Regions from separate parts of the Rattus norvegicus genome. Here region 1 is linked to region 2. The links are chromatin contacts, called in public Hi-C maps. All regions are on one chromosome and are shown on one strand. Each heading gives the region's core, a stretch centred on a gene start, on an enhancer-like site or on the middle of the called end of the contact. The rest is flanking DNA. Distances are from core to core; before and after follow the strand shown.

Evidence for each region. A called contact is a pair of places that touch in the nucleus more often than the background predicts.
Region 1: a contact with region 2 is called in a Hi-C map of liver, with 6 times the contacts expected there. The contact joins two enhancer-like sites. A contact is called at or near these places in 4 of 12 Hi-C or Micro-C datasets (frontal cortex, kidney and liver) and 1 of 1 datasets of contacts at active chromatin or transcription factors (oligodendrocytes).

The regions. Positions count from the first base shown.
Region 1 is chr12:13,541,703-13,544,432 of GRCr8, reverse strand. No RefSeq gene overlaps it. Among named protein-coding and RNA genes, the nearest start is that of Gpr12, 94 kb to the left of the region's middle. Within about 2 kb of position 1,317, at least 27 of the 93 cell types and tissues checked have an H3K27ac peak or open chromatin away from gene starts, as enhancers often do. A contact at or near this core is called in liver, where this site is marked.
Region 2 is chr12:13,299,220-13,302,118 of GRCr8, reverse strand. No RefSeq gene overlaps it. Among named protein-coding and RNA genes, the nearest start is that of Gtf3a, 42 kb to the right of the region's middle. Within about 2 kb of position 1,293, at least 14 of the 93 cell types and tissues checked have an H3K27ac peak or open chromatin away from gene starts, as enhancers often do. A contact at or near this core is called in liver, where this site is marked.

The DNA.
Region 1 (2,730 bases), core at 68-2,567, 240 kb before region 2:
TAAGTACAACCCTGACCGTTTTTGTTTTTGTTTTCGTTTCTGGTTTTTGTTTGTTTGTTTGTTTTTGTTTGTTTGTTTGTTTGTTTGTTTTTTCACCTGCCCTTGCGGGAATGCAGTTATCAAAAGCTGCGGTGCTCCAACCCGCCACAGGATGGCAGTGTTGTCCCAGGTAACACACAGACTGAGCCCCAGGAAACAAGTTTCCGCATTCCTGAACCTCAGGGAAACACGGGGCTGAGAACGTATTATAAAATAACCACGAAGCTGCAGGTAAAAATAAAAATATGATCACGTAAATTAAACAACCTTTCTTTATTAAACCTCCTTACTAAATATTGGGGGGAGGGGGGCAATCCTTTCCAGGATGGAATTGAAGATTGCATTTTGATGTCTCTAAGCTGTTTCAAGGGCCTTTCCCTGGAAGGAAGCTCTGCCAGAAGCCATGGCAATAGGGGGCAGAATAGCATACGCTGGGGGACCAGAGGCCCTGAGCTCCAGCTGCAATTGGACCTTGGCTCCAGAGGCTCTTTTGTGTCTCATTTCGGAATCCAAGAATGACGGTGGGTTCCCACTTCACCAGCTGTGAGGAACCCCTGAGCAAACTTGCATTAGGTATCCAGCGTAGCACAGTTAAGTGCTCAAAAGCCATTAACTTCAGCCATTCTCAACTTGCTGGGAATCTTTAGAGCCGTGTAGCTCCTTCCCAGTTGGAGGAGCCTCTTATCCATAGGTTTTTTTGTCTACAGTTTCAACCTGCCCGTGGTTGGCAGCGGCTTGAAAGTTCTGAATGGAAAACTTTCAGAAATAAGCATTTCGCAAATTCTGAACTGCGCTTCATTCCAAGAAGCGGCACAATAGCCCGCGTCATCCTGCTCCTCCCCCGCCCAGGGTGTACCATCTCTGTGTGCAGAGGATCCACACTGTATATGCTACCTGCTTTTTCGTTACCTAGGACCTAACTCAGTTATCGGGTTGACGGTCATCGTACAGAGCATCACAGGGACAGTGTCCAAGAACCCTGCGGTTCCAGGAATCCTTGGGAGAACGGGGTTGGGGGGAGCTGGGGAAGGTGGTCCTGGAAGGTATGCCTTGTGCGTAGGATAAATTATGGTCTCCAGTTCACCTGCGTTCATCGACAAACCGTTCAGAGTAGCCCAGGGTCCACTGGCACGAGGGGAACGCAGCCTCATCCAATGGAAGAGTCCTCGGCCTTAAGAGGAATAAAACCTGGCACGTGTTACAACGTGGCTACAGCTTGAGAGCATAGCCCCAGCTGAAGTAAGCCAGAGCCGAGAGGAAAATTCCTGTGTGATGCTTCGTACATGAGGTCAGACTGAGAGAAGAACACCAGGGTGTTGGTTGCCAGGAGCTGGCAGGGGTGGGAGCAGTTAATGTTTCAAGAGATTGGCTTGAGTTTCGGTTCCGCAGGATGAAAAGCCCCGGAGGCAGATGGTGGGGGTTGCGCAAGGACTGGAAGGGACTTAATGCCGCCGAACCGCACGCATGATGACAGCCAACGTGGTCCGTTTTTATGGTGTCACACAGTTAAAGATTATTAGGTTAGAAAGAAGTGTTTTCCTTTGACAGGTCCACTTGGCTGAGATCCTGTGCTCTGGGTAAGACATAGGGTACAATTCAAATTTAAACAGTGGTTCTTAAAAGGAACCCTCTCGTCCCACAGTGTCTGGCTCAGACTCAGCAGTGGCCTCCTGAGGGCGACTGCAGCCAGAGGCTTGGCATTCCCAGAGTCCTCTCTAACAGCAGTGACCTACAACCCTGTCATGCTAACACCCCCAGGCGGCTGAGAGGGTTTGGACACCCCTACCTCCTTACCCGCTATCTCCCCATCTCTAAACCCCAGAGCCACACACTGATTTCACCCTTCCCCAGGTTCTTTGTCCTTCTTGGTTCCCCAGAGAAGAGAAGAAGACCTTGGGGGACAGTGGGTTATACCCCAGAGAGATTTAGCCTTCCTTGGAAGGAATCCAGACTCCTGAGCCAGAATTCTCCCCTTTGCCAGGAGTGGAGTTGACAACCCAGCTGGCATGCAAACACTGACCAGAAAGATGGGGAAGCGAGTCCTTCAGTAGCAAAGGCCAAGCTGGGAAGCAGAGGGAAAACTCCATTCGAGACCAGTGATTGCACAGTGGCACTGACATCCTCATTCTTCTTTTTTTCTTTTTTTCCGGAGCTGGGGACCGAACCCAGGGCCTTGAGCTTGCTAGGCAAGCGCTCTACCGCTGAGCCAAATCCCCAACCTGACATCCTCATTCTTAAAACACCAAAGAGGAGGTGTCTACAGACTCAGTGGAACTACTCAAATGAGGGAGCTGGTGAGATGGCGCAGTGGATAAGAGCACTGGCTATAATTCCAAAGGACCTGGGTTCAAGTCCCAGCACCCACATGAAAGCTCGCAACTGTCTGTAACCCTAGTTCAGGGGATCTGATGCCCTCTTTTTGGTCTCCTCAGGTACCAGGTACACAAATAGCACATAGACATACATGTAGGTTAAACACTCATACATATAAAAAAGAAATTAACTGGGCTGGAGAGATGGCTCAGTGGTTAAGAGCACTGGCTGCTCTCCCAGAGGTCCTGAGTTCAAATCCCAGCAACCACATGGTGGCTCACAACCATCTGTAATGGGATCCAGTGCCCTCTCCTGGTGTGTCTGAAGACAGCTACTCTGTGTGTGTGTGTGTGTGTGTGTGTGTGTGTGTGTGTGTGT
Region 2 (2,899 bases), core at 44-2,543:
TCCTGTTGTTTGTTTTTTCCCCAGCAGCCACATGGAGTGGCCCACAACTTCCTGTTTCTCTGAAGCAGCGCGTATCAACCTTCCTAATGCTCCCAACCTTTAGTGCAGTCCTTCATCTTGTGGTGACCCCCCCGACCAGAAAATCACTTCATTGCTACTTCATAACTGTGATTTTGCTACTGTCTCGAATCATAATGCAAATATCTGATATGCGGCCCCTGTGAAAGTGTTGGTTGGCATCCAAAGGGGTCACAACCCGCAAGTCTCTATTTTTTAAAAAAATTAGTTCATAATTTTAGAAGTCATCTCTGACGTCATTCCGCTGTAGTAAACCACAGCGCTGGAAGCATTACAGCATTTTTTCCCGTTAGAGTTTCATCTTCTGCAGAGCCTTCTTTTCTCAAAGATCCTGCTTGAAATTCCACCTCAGCAGCAGAAACAGAACACACTTGCTTCTCCGCGGTATTTTCTGGAATGTCCCAAACACACATTTCAGGGTTTTGCCTACACAAAATCCCTGCTCAACTCAGCTCCTATGCCCTTATTCTGTCTCCTGCGAGGTCACCCCTTCCTCAAGGACTCTCCCATAAGCCCTTCCTTGCCTCAGCTGGCTCCTCAGGGTCAGGCGGGAACTCCCCACCTCCTCAACTCCCTGTACTCCGGGAGAGCTGTTCATACCGACCTCTGACTATAAAACAAAACAAAAAACAAAAAGCAAAACCACAAACAAACAAAAAAACCCATCACACCTTCAAGTACTGAGGCGCACACCACTTACAGCCCACATTGCTCTCTGCCTTGTTGCGAGCGTAGAGCCAGGACGTGAGGCTCCCCTACTTGTTGAATGAGCAACGTCATAGGTACTACTTCCTGTTTTGGAGTCTAAAGGCGCCCAAAGGCAGATGAGGGTTGTGGATTACAAACCTCCCTTCACTGGCGTGCGGATGCGGTTCTAGAAACTTTTTTTTTGGTTCTTTTTTTCGGAGCTGGGGACCGAACCCAGGTCCTTGAGCTTCCTAGGCAAGCGCTCTACCACTGAGCTATGCGGTTTAATTTTTTTTTTTCTTTTTTTTCTTTTTTTTGGCTGGAGAGATGGCTCAGCAATTCTCAAGGTCCTGAGTTCAATTCCCAGCAACCACATGGTGGCTCACAACCATCGGAGCTGGGGACCGAACCCAGGTCCTTCCGCTTCCTAGGCAAGCGCTCTACCACTGAGCTAAATCCCCAACCCCGGTTCTAGAAACTTTTAAAGGTTCATTTACGTAGTAACCAGCGACTGTCAGCAGATGTCGCCAGATCCCAAGGAATGAAGGAAGGGACGACCCGGAGGTTCAGCAGAGAGCTGTGCAGGGAATGGGCTGCTTCTACTGCTTCTTGATTTTAAGGATGAGTCATTGGTATCTGGGGCCGGTCACGTCCTGACTTTTGCTGTTGAAGGTCACGATTTGTTTCATCCCCCGCTGTGGGCCGTTATCGCCTTAACATCCTCCCTGCTTCATTTTGAGAAATCTTCAGAGGACTTATCACTCTGCGGTTGGTGGTCAGAATGTAAAGGTACTGGACAGTTGATTTCCGGGTGCTGGCCGGACCGAGTTGGGCAGGATATCCTGTTCTCAGGATGCCTAGATTTGGATGGGGGGATGTTCCAGAGTCCTTTACCGCCCAAAGAGGACAGATCTGCCCCACGTCCACCTGAGATTAGTAAAGTTGTTGTAACTCATGTAATGGATTCATAGAGCAGGTCTCACTGGGGTTGAATGTTTTCTCAGTTGATCCCAGGGTCCCACGGGAGAATGGATGTAATTTCCGTGGTATGTTTGCGGAAGGAATCGATTTGGGGGCCTACATGAGGAAAAGTCAGTTTTTAATGAAAACAACTTAAATAGAAACAAAAATTAAATTAAGCTCCCTAATTTCAAAGCACATAGTGATGGAGCAAATCTGAATTTTAAAAATACCTTTTTTTGCGGGGAGGGCATGTTTCAAGATAGGGCTTCTCTGTGTAGCCCTGGCTATCCTGGAACTCGCTCTGTAGACCAACCTGGCCTAGAACTCGGAGATCCACCCCCCTCCCCCATCCCCCGCCTCTGCCTCCTGAGTGCTGGGATTAAAGAAGTGAGCTACTCTACCTGACAAAAATACATTTAATAAACATTTAGAACATTGCTCCCACAGAAGCTGAGAATAGAATGCTAGGTATCAAAAACCAGTTGGGACAAAGCCAGCTGTGCTCAACAGATTACTAAGGACCCTGGGGGTGGCTAATTATATTTGCATAACCTTTCAAGAGACAGGAAGGAAAAGAAAGCATGCAGTCCCTGTTCAAGCAGAAAATGCAAGGTCCTTCCTGGTCCTTGAAACTCATTGAATGATAACAACAGGGCTGTCAATTGCACTCCCACATCACTGGTCCTGGGTGCCTGTTACCTCCGTTGTCGCTGGAAATGTTCTCACAGAGACTCCCCGAGGCTAAGGATATAACACAGCTGGATGCAGGGGAAGCCCCGCCCAGAAGCTACTGTTCCTTGATGTTCCTCTGGACTCCCTGGGAAGGGGCTGCCACTAACCCAGCAAGTGCAAGCAAGTCCTGTTGGGAAGCCAGCCACCCAGGACTGGCACTCCAGCCTACCCAGGTGAGGACCTTACGGGGCTTCATGAAGTTTTGCTCTGGCTTCACCTCTGTTTAGTTTGTGAGAAAAGCCCAAGAAACGGCATGACTCTCTCTGCTGGCCATGCTGTACTGTTTTGGGAAAAACAAAAAGACTCTACACCTGCCTGACAAGAACAGTGGCATCCCTGCTTGTGCAGTTCCGGTTTGCTTCTCTCTCTCTCTCTCTCTCTCTCTCTCTCTCTCTCTCTCTCTCTCTGTGTACACACTATATATATATATATATATATA